Linked DNA regions of Mus musculus: regions 1 and 3 are each linked to region 2. Evidence: chromatin contacts called from public promoter capture Hi-C data. All regions are on one chromosome and are shown on one strand. Each heading gives the region's core, a stretch centred on a gene start, on an enhancer-like site or on the middle of the called end of the contact. The rest is flanking DNA. Distances are from core to core; before and after follow the strand shown.

What was found. Promoter capture Hi-C pulls out the DNA fragments that hold promoters and counts their contacts.
Region 1: a promoter capture Hi-C map of pre-B cells shows a contact between it and region 2, with 3 times the contacts expected there. The contact joins the promoter of Smg6 here to the promoter of Atp2a3 in region 2. A contact is called at or near these places in 2 of 39 promoter capture datasets (cranial neural crest and pre-B cells) and 1 of 115 datasets of contacts at active chromatin or transcription factors (large pre-B cells).
Region 3: a promoter capture Hi-C map of the HPC-7 cell line shows a contact between it and region 2. The contact joins the enhancer-like site here to the promoter of Atp2a3 in region 2. A contact is called at or near these places in 10 of 39 promoter capture datasets (the 3T3-L1 cell line, the C10 cell line, the HPC-7 cell line and 5 more) and 1 of 9 other capture datasets (embryonic stem cells).

What each region holds. Positions count from the first base shown.
Region 1 is chr11:74,924,171-74,927,188 of GRCm38.p6, forward strand. It overlaps Smg6 (Smg-6 homolog, nonsense mediated mRNA decay factor (C. elegans)), which reads left to right and starts at 1,684. Exons shown (of 19, transcript NM_001002764.2): 1 at 1,684-1,833. The coding sequence starts at 1,746. Srr (serine racemase) reads right to left here and starts at 1,778. Exons shown (of 9, transcript NM_013761.5): 1 at 1,449-1,778.
Region 2 is chr11:72,959,543-72,962,818 of GRCm38.p6, forward strand. It overlaps Atp2a3 (ATPase, Ca++ transporting, ubiquitous), which reads left to right and starts at 1,627. Exons shown (of 22, transcript NM_016745.3): 1 at 1,627-1,929. The coding sequence starts at 1,812.
Region 3 is chr11:74,574,902-74,578,139 of GRCm38.p6, forward strand. The region is part of intron 1 of Rap1gap2 (RAP1 GTPase activating protein 2); the gene reads right to left. Among named protein-coding and RNA genes, the nearest start is that of Rap1gap2, 14 kb to the right of the region's middle. Within about 2 kb of position 1,255, at least 62 of the 459 cell types and tissues checked have an H3K27ac peak or open chromatin away from gene starts, as enhancers often do. A contact at or near this core is called in the HPC-7 cell line and hippocampal neurons, where this site is marked.

The sequences.
Region 1 (3,018 bases), core at 434-2,933, 2.0 Mb after region 2:
TTTTGTTTTTAAAGATTTATTTATTTACTGTATGTGGGTACACTGTAGCTGTAGGTTCTGAGCCTTCATGTGGTTGCTGGGAATTTTAGGACCTTTGGATCAACTCTGCTTGCTCTGGTAGGACCAGCTCTCTCTAGTCAACTCCTCTCACTCCAGACGCACCAGAAGAGGGCGCCAGATCTCATTACAGATGGTTGTGAGCCACGTGGTTTCTGGAATTTGAACTCAGGACCTTTGGTCCTGAGCAGGTCAGTGCTCTTACCCGCTGAGTCATCTTGCCAGCCCCAGCAAAGCAGTTTTTATATTTCCTATTCCTCTCAAATCTTTTGACAAAAACTGCCATTTGTTCTGGCCACTCTAATTAATTATACCCATTCATTTGAGCTGTTGACTATTTCTCAGTCATTGTCTTTCTCTCTCTCTCTCTCTCTCTTTTTTGGTTTTTCGAGACAGGGTTTTTCTGTATAGCCCTGGCTGTCCTGGAACTCACTTTGTAGACCAGGATGGCCTCGAACTCAGAAATCCGCCTGCCTCTGCCGGCCCCTCCTCCCCCAGTGCGGGATTAAAGGCGTGCGCCCGGCATTTTTCTCTTTTGATGGTGAAATATCTGTCACATAACAGGAACTGTATGAGTACTATCAAATATTTTATACTATGATCAAGGCATAACTGGTTATTACTTTTTGAGGTCTAAAGGGTCAATGACTGTGTGAGACAGGGAAGAAGGAAAGACTGGAGAAAGGCAGTCTTTGGATAGGAAGTTTCTCCACCCCACCGTTTCTAATAGGAGTTAATGGTCAATGAGCTTAAAGTACCCATCTTCTAGTCTAATTAACTTTTTGCTTCCTTTTTGGGGGACAAGGTCTTCTAATATGTTGCCTTGATTAGCCTCAAATGTGCTATGTTGCCCAGGCTTGAACTTGCAATGCTCCCACCACAGCCTTTGAAGTACCGTGAATATAAGAATGAGCTATTTTTACCAGCATCAGTAAAAATTTAAAGATGTAAAGATGGGAGAATTGACTTGAGTACTAAAAAAGTAATTTTAAAAAATTCTCAATGCTAACAGTAATTCCCAGATCGAATAATTTCCTTCTTTTTTTACCTCCACACAACGACCTCCAGCAAGTCTTAGGGATGAACTGTCATAGACTTTAGTACTCTGGTACAATCAAACGATACACGGAGCAATTTACTTCTTCCACTCTCTGAGATTCCGTTTACCAGTAATGGGGATAATAATAAAAGATATTTAAACTCCACAATCCAGGCCTACGGTAAGGAGACTTCGGCCTAAAATGATCGGAGGAGGCCGGGTTGTAGGATGTCTCCGTCAATCCGAGCCCCAGATCAAAAGCAGTGTCCTCGGTGGTCACCGCAGCAATACTGGCATCCCTAGACCCGAATGCCCACCTGACATGGGCGAGTCACACCTGGCTGCGCCTCACCTCGCCTCCAGAGCGCTGCGCCTCCACCTCCGAGCCTCGGCGGACCGTCCTAGCTTTACACCTCTGCGCACGCGCACACGCCGTCTCCGCGGCCGATTCGCCCGCTCCGGCAAGGCCCTAGTTGAACGTGCTGAATGCTTTTGCTCCCAGTGCGGCCACCGTCGTTTGGGGAGGGCAGGCAGGAGGGGGGCGGGGAAAAGGGTGGGAGTGGGTGAGCGCGCGCCGCCCGTCCGTCGTGGTTTCCTGGCTGCGCGCGGCGGTGGCCGAGTCGCCGCAGCTGTAGCAGCCGCCGCGAAGATGGCGGAGGGGTTGGAGCGTGTGCGGATCTCCGCATCGGAACTGCGAGGGATCCTGGCCACTCTGGCTCCGCAGGCCGGGAGCAGAGGTGAGTTGCGCCGCCCAGCTGCTGGGCCGGGCCTGCCCGCCCCGCCTCCCTCTCCTCTGCCTCCTCCCCGCCCCGTCCGCGGCGCTCCGAACCCCCGCCCCTTCCCCAACAGTGCGCCCGGGCCTGCGGCGGCCCCTGGGAGACAGCGAGGCTGTCGCTCCGCTCCCTCGGGCCCTCGGGGCAGAGCCCAAGCGCGAGTTTCAGCCTCCGCCCTCTTGCTCGGCGCGGCGCCGTGGTTGTTCTCCGGTGCCCTAACCCTCTCACGCCAGCGCCTGAGTTCCAGTCCGGAGGAGACACGAACTGGCTTGGGTGCTAGGGTCCGGTAGAGGCCCCGAGACGTATTGTTCCCAAAAGAATAGTCTGTGTATGTGTACCTTTCCGTAGTCCTCCGTTCCGCGTCGGAGAGGAGGAGCTGGGGAAATTGAGGAGAAAGGCTTAACAGGCTAGGACTTCCTTTGCTGAACTTACCCCCCCCCCCCACCCCCCAAGGCTGGTTTCTAGTGCTAGGCCACTGGAGGGATCCAGGACCTCAGAGAGCTGACTCGGTTTTGTTTTGGTCTTGGCGTGTGTGGGAGCAGTTGTGATCAGAGAGAATGCTTAATTTGCCAGTCTCCATTCGCATCAGAAAAGCGCGAGAAATATTTTGGTGTCTGGTCTCCTTCATTAGCCAGTGTTGCTTAGGATGACAGTTACAGAAGATACCTTCTCTAGGATTGTGGCTAGAATTTGTGAGGTTGGTTTTTATTGGCCAACTGAATTGGATTAACCAGGCTGTTTTCTCTCTCTCCTCTGGAAAATAGTAGTCACCACCTCTCCTGGCTCCGCCCCAAAACTAAGTTTAAAAGTTTACTCAGGGTGCTGAGGTTAAACGGCTTTATCTTGGTTCACATTTGGTGGAGAAGCTAAACTTTTGCCAAGGCAGCAGTATCTTTTATTTTGTGTTTGTTTTTCTTTTGAGACAAAGTCTCACCTTGTAGCCAATACTGGCCTTGAATTTACTGTGTAACCCAACCTGGCCTTGAGTTTGGATACTTTTCCTGACTGAAGCCTTCAGAGTGCTGGAATTATATGCATATGCCACCATACCCAACTTTCAAGTCAGAAACCTAAAATTTTAGTTTCGCCCCCACCCCATCCCCCAAACAAAAGTGGGTATAGATGCAGGTGTATAAATACTTGGCTACC
Region 2 (3,276 bases), core at 377-2,876:
CTCATAGAGTTTGAAGAGAGGGTGGAGTGGTCTGGAGAAAGGGGTGGGGCTGCCAAAGCAAACAGTCAGGCCTGGGGCTGTCTTCTAGCAAAGCCAACTCACAGCTGTGGGATGGGAAAAGTGGGAGAGGCTAGGGCTGATGTCCCCTGAGGTTGGCAGAGGAGGTATAAGCCCCCAGGATGTGTGTGCTTGGGAGGGTGCAGGGTGATTGCTGCTTGAATGTCTATATCTCCATGTGTCGGGGAGGGAGGTCTCCAGTGGGAAAGTATCCCTGGGTGGCTCTGTCTCCAGCAGAGTCCTACCAAGTTTCCTAGCAACTTACAAATGAAGAGAGGCTGTCTGTGTCCTGTCCTGGTCAGAGGGAAAGGGAAGGAGGAAGATACCTGGAGATGTTGGAGTTGAAGCTTAAAATGTCAGAGTATGGTAGCATAACTTGTAATCCTAGCACTCTGGAAGCTGAGGCAGGAGGATGGCCAAGACTTTGAAGAAAGCCTGGACTACATAACAAGACCTCGTCTTAGAAAAATCCCAAGTAAACAACTAAAATGTCAGCTGGAAGGAGACACGGCCATAAAAGTAACATTCCTTTATCCCTACAGCAGCTGAGACCCAGCTGATGTCATAGAGTCTGGACAGCCTTTCCAAAGCCACTAAAAGGCCCAATCTGTCCCTGTCCTCACCAGTCAATATTTGGAAAGCATAGAGGGGTGGAAACAGGATAAAAATACTCGACTCTGGGGTGCCCATGCTCAGGCAGGCCGGAAGCTTCAGAGTGCACGGGTGCTTTGGGACCCAGGTGCAAAAAGGTAGGAACTACCCTGGCAGCCTTGGTGATTCCGCGGCTGCACTTAACCAAGAGCCAAGGAGTGGGGATGAGATCAGCTGTTCTCTTGGCTCCCCCTTTTGGAAGGTGAGTGGTCTCTGCCTTCCACCTCCGCAGGCCTGCAACCCTTTGGCACTCCCTGACAGTGCTGATATAGGGGAGTTTCCCCTGTCCCTCCCTCGGTCAGGGTCAGTCCCCGCCAGGCACCCTAAGCAAGGAACCCCTCTGCCTCGCTCGAGTTCCCGGGGATCTCTCTGAATCCCCACCGCACCATTCACCTGTTGGGGACGCTGGACTGGTAGGTAACAGCCTGGTACTTTTTACCTTCCTTCCCCACTGGGCCATTTTTGGGGTCTTAGAGATGCGAGTGTATGAAGAATGACACTCGTCGCAGGACCTTTGGGAACGTGTAAGGCGCACACATTCAGCACTAGAGGAAAGAAAGCATCAGGTTGTTTCTTCCGCAAGAGACCCCCAGTGCACTGCATCGGCTTCCCGCCAGACTCTGTGCAGAGGTGGAGCTGGGAAGTGGGGTGCCACTAAACGGACAACTGCAATTTGCAACACCCCCGGACACAACCACAAACACCCTCGAGCTCCTAGGACACAGAGAGGCGGCGACATGAAAGCAGTAGGTCCCCCAGCTTTGCAGACCGAGTTCGAGGCTCCCTGGCTCTAGCTTCAGTATGTGGACAGGAGGGTAGCATACTCGGTCCCCCGCCACCCTCGGCGGGGCGGGGCGGCGGCTGCTATTGCGGCCGGAAGGGGTGTGGGTGCAGGGCGGGTCCCGCGCCGCCCCGCCCAGAGGACGGAGCCCCGGGCACAGCATCCTGGCGCGGGCCCGGGCTGCCATAGCCACTGCCGTCGGGGAAGGTCCCAGCGTGGTCATGGCCTCCCGAGGGGCCCGCCCCGCCCCAAGCTCGCAGCACTCCACACAGTAGCCTTGAGGAGAAGCGACCTGGACGTCGCGGACGGCCGGGCAGGCAGCATGGAGGAGGCGCACCTGCTCTCCGCTGCCGACGTGCTGCGTCGCTTCTCGGTGACAGCCGAGGGCGGCTTGAGCCTGGAGCAGGTGACCGACGCGCGGGAGCGTTACGGCCCCAACGGTGAGCGTGGGTTCCTGCCCTGCAGTGGGGACCGGTTGTCCCCTCCTGACTCGGCAGGAAGCCGGGCTCAGTAAGCCTCTGCAAATGCGCGTGGGGCACCTGGTGGGGCCTCCCGGTCTCCTTCGGGGGAAGAGGAGGCAGGATTTGGCTCTCCACTCCCCATCTCGATGCACCCCTGCAATCCTTAGCCCATTTTATCCCAGAGCCTTACTGGATGCCCGCACCTGCTGTGCGATCTGCGGACACCCTGCAAGTGCAGACGCTTGAGGCCCTCTAGCCAGCGACTCCGAGGCCCAACCTATCAGGGGGTTCCGATGTCTCCCCGGAAGGTTCACTAAGGCGCCCAAGACGGTGCAGCCTGTCAGCTGTCAGCTTTGGTGCTCTTAACCCCAGTCCCAGGTCTTCCTCTTTCTGCAACCCCAAGCGGATGTGGCTGCCGGGAGTTGATGTGGGTTTGAACTGCTGAGGCAAAGACCCACCTTCTTGGAGGGGCAGGTCGGAGGTCTGGAGGAGTCTTTTCCCCAGCTGGTGATCTGGAATGGTGCCTGCCCCATCTCTGGGGACCGAGGTAGCCCACGTACTCTTTCAGTTTACTAGAGGCATGGCTTCCTCCCCTCTGTCAAGGAGCATGGGATTCTCCTTCCTGTCCAAAGTCTTGCCTGGCCAGTGCCAGTAGACCCCGTCTAGATGAGCCCCACACATTGTTAGGAGCGTGTAGTGTGGACATCAGAGGTTCCCTGCAATGTCCTCCTGTCACTCCTGGCTCAGGGCCACAGCACCTGTAAGCTTGAAGGAAAGGGGGGAGGGGGAGAGAGGGAGGGAGGGAGGGAGGAAGAGAGAGAGAGAGAGAGAGAGAGAGAGAGAGAGAGAGAGAGAGAGAGAGAGAGAGAGAGAGAGCCCAACCACTCCAAACTTCTATCTTTTTGGAGAGCCCCTCACCCTTGAGAGTTGCCAGGTACCAGAGGAACCATGCTCTGGCCTGGGTGTCCCTCTGCTCCAGGCAGTCTGGGAAGTAGGAAGAGCTGTCAGAAGGGATGCTTTGGGTTTGTATTGGTTTATGAAAACCACCTCTTATGTAAATATTATCTTTCTGGAGCAGAAATCCTTTTTCAAAAAAAATTAGTTGCTATATTTAGTTGAGCTGTGGGAGGAACTAGGAGATAAATATTATTTAATATCCCCCATTAATGACTTGGCAGTAAGGGTGCCCTTTTTCTGAAGAAAGACAGGGGTAGCAGGGTCCGTTTCAACCCTGAGGGAGGGGAAGGCGGGTCTGGGGTCTGCAGCCTACTTGATGTTACTGTGGTCCTTGGTTCCCATATGATGTTGGAGGCTCAGCCTTTAGTT
Region 3 (3,238 bases), core at 5-2,504, 1.6 Mb after region 2:
CAGGCAGGCCGCCAAGCAACCTCACTGGGTAAAAAGCTCCAGGGTGAGCTACATGTTTTCCCGAGGGTGGTTGAGGTAGATATCACATGAGTCTACTAAGAACAGAATACCTTGTGCAAACTTCTCCCTTCTCATCAGTTAGCAGGAGCTGAAAGTGAGGCTGTCTCTGAAGCATACATCCATATGTTTTCATGTATGTATTAAAGAAAGTTGGCGTGACAGTTGCACCAGACTTGGGCACACCCCACCACCCACATGCACCATGTGTGAACACTGCCCATCACACCTATTCAGGGGGAAGAGACAGTTGACAGTTGCTCTTATCATAGGCCTCCAGGTCCAAGGAGACATGAAAGCTTGAGGCCACCTGTACCAAGTGTTCCAGGACACAGGTCCAGGCCCAAACACCTGCAGAGTATTAGGAAAGCAATGGGGTGGATTTCAGGCTTGAGGCCAGGCTAATCTCTGTCTCCAGAGTCTCCAACTCCTGGAAGTCACAAAGGGCACTGATAGGGCCCAGCCATCCCTCCAAGAAGCAACAGCAGCCTGGGGCACTGGTAGGAAGGAGACAGGAGTATCCTACATTCCTCAAGAACATCTGGATCCAGGGATGTTGTATCCTACATTCCTCAAGAACATCTGGATCCAGGGATGTTGTACCCTACATTCCTCAAGAACATCTGGATCCAGGGATGTTGTACCCTACATTCCTCAAGAACATCTGGATCCAGGGATGTTGGAGAGGCCAGAAAAACCTAAAGTCCTTTCATCCCCATGGTAAAAGCTAGACAAATGGAAGCTCCTGTGTGACTGACTCCATTTCAGTACCTGAGCTCTGGAGGCAGGTGAGAGCCATTCTAGAGCCATATGTGCTAGCCCCTGCTGAGCTCTGAAGACAGGTGACCTCAGCCAATTCACTTAACCTCTCTGGTCTCAAGTTATTTTCTGTCATACAGGAAGGATGCTGCCAACCTCACACTGTTACGGATGAACAAAAATGCTTGGCACAGGCTATGGGAACCATTATAATTACCACCTATGGTGACTCCGCCCCCTGCCTCAGTCCCTTTCAGCTTCCGGGGGCCCCCACTTATTCTGCCCTTTTTTGTTCCTCTTCTGTGGGGTGGGCAGAAGGAGGCCACCCAGCTCTCTGGGAAAGATTGTGAGCCAAGCGAAAAGGGAAGCACTATGTGAGCTTGCCCAGTCTGCCTGCCCCCACCCACTCACCCACCACAGCCTCCACTGATGAGCATGGACCAGAGCCAAGGGAACACCCATTTATGGGAGATCACTATAAGCCAGCACTGATCCAACCACCTAGCTTAATTCAGCCAAATACCAGCCACTGAGAAAGAGACTGGAATGCAGAATTTATGCAGCAACCATTGTACAGAATGAAAGACTAAGGCCTTGAAAGCAATGTATGGCTCATGATAGAACAATTATGATGTGGGAGAGAGCAAGTGCTAAGTACTCCTAGTTCCTGCCCAAATGGGCCCCATCCCTCCCTAGCAGGCGTACACACACACACACACACACACAGAGGCCTACTTCGGGTCACATGTCACAAGGTTCAGCATCCCTGGTGGAGCCTGTGGGAATTCCTGGGAGACCATCCTAGAAGACAAGACTTGTCAGGGCCCCAGCTTTGGGCAGAGCTCCAAGGAACTCACCCACCCATAGGCGTTCGTGTAGATGGAACTGGTTGGCTGGCTGAGACTAGATGACAACCCAGAGGCCTGTCAGTAGCAGGCCCTCCCTCCACTGTGTCCCCAGGGTCCCCAGGACAGGGGGTAAGGAAGAGGCAGTGGAGTTTCATCTGTCCTGGAACTCACTCTGTAGACCAGGCTGGCCTCAAACTCAGAAATCTGCCTGCCTCTGTCTCCCAAGTGCTGGGATTAACTATTGTTATTTTAAAATGAGGACTGAACAATGAGACAAGCTCCTTCCCAGGGCACAGAGATGGGCAGTCACGGAAAGTTCCCAGAAATGGGTGCCCCTAAAGAAGAATCTGTAAACGGACCAAGCATTCTGTCCCGACCCACATCATGAGATGGCAGAAGGCTGAGCTAGGCAGCTCAGATCTCATCTCCCTCTTCCACTGTAAGCAAGTTATTCCTTCCTCTGGGGCATCCCTTTACCCTCCTCAAACTGCCCTCTACTCCCTTCTCAGGTCAGCTGAAGACAAGGACAGAGGCAGAGTATGGCATAGATCTCTGGGGGAATGTAGGTCACTTCCCTGTGTGCCTTTCTTGGGGCCAGGGCTGCATGTCCCGTTGCACAAGTTCAGAAAAAGCAAGATGATGACAGAGACAACTGCAAGGGGCCACTTGTGAAAACGGGGCTACAAGAGCAAGACTCATACACACTTTGATTGCACAACTCCTTCTTATCTGTTCAGCACAGCTGACCTGCCGAGGGAGTCACCATAGTGGTTGGCTGTGGCCTACAGAAGTGAGGGATCCTACCACAAACATTTCAAAATAACAATAAGGCAACATTTTTGCCAATTGGATAATAATTACTTTTAAAACAAGTTAATAAAAAAAAGCAATCAAAAAATTTTTTTAAAAAGCATGATTGGCTAGCCTTGTACTCACAGCTGTCCAATTTAGAGGCTGGGGCTGTAGTTTGTCAGCAGAGCACTTTCATGACCATGCCTTGGGTTCTAGGTCCATAAATTAGAAACAATAGGATCTTGATTTTAAGGCCAGCCTGAGCTACATAGTGAGACTGTAAAGCTAGACCTGTAATTTCGTTGCTTACAAGGCTAAGACAGAAGGACAGCTGTGAGTACAAGGCTAGCCAAGCTATAGAGGGAGACCCTGTCTCAAAGATAAAAATAAAATATTAATGATAAAGTGCATTCTTATAATCACAGAAGTTAGGAGGTGGAGACAGGGGAATCAGACTTTTATGGACATCCTCAACTACATAGTGAGATTGGGGCCAGCCTAGGCTACATGGGACTCTATCACAAAATAAGTAAGTAAATAAAGTTACAAAAAAGGGCTGGTGAGATGGCTCAGCAGTTAAGAGCGCTGACTGCTCTTCCAAAGGTCCTGAGTTCAAATCCCAGCAACCACATGGTGGCTCACAACCATCCATAACGAAATATGATGCCCTCTTCTGGTGTGTCTGAAGTTAGGGTGTGTCTGAAGTCAGCTACAGTGTACTTATATATAATAAATATATAACTAACTAACTAAATAAATATTTTTTAAAAAAAGAAAGAAAG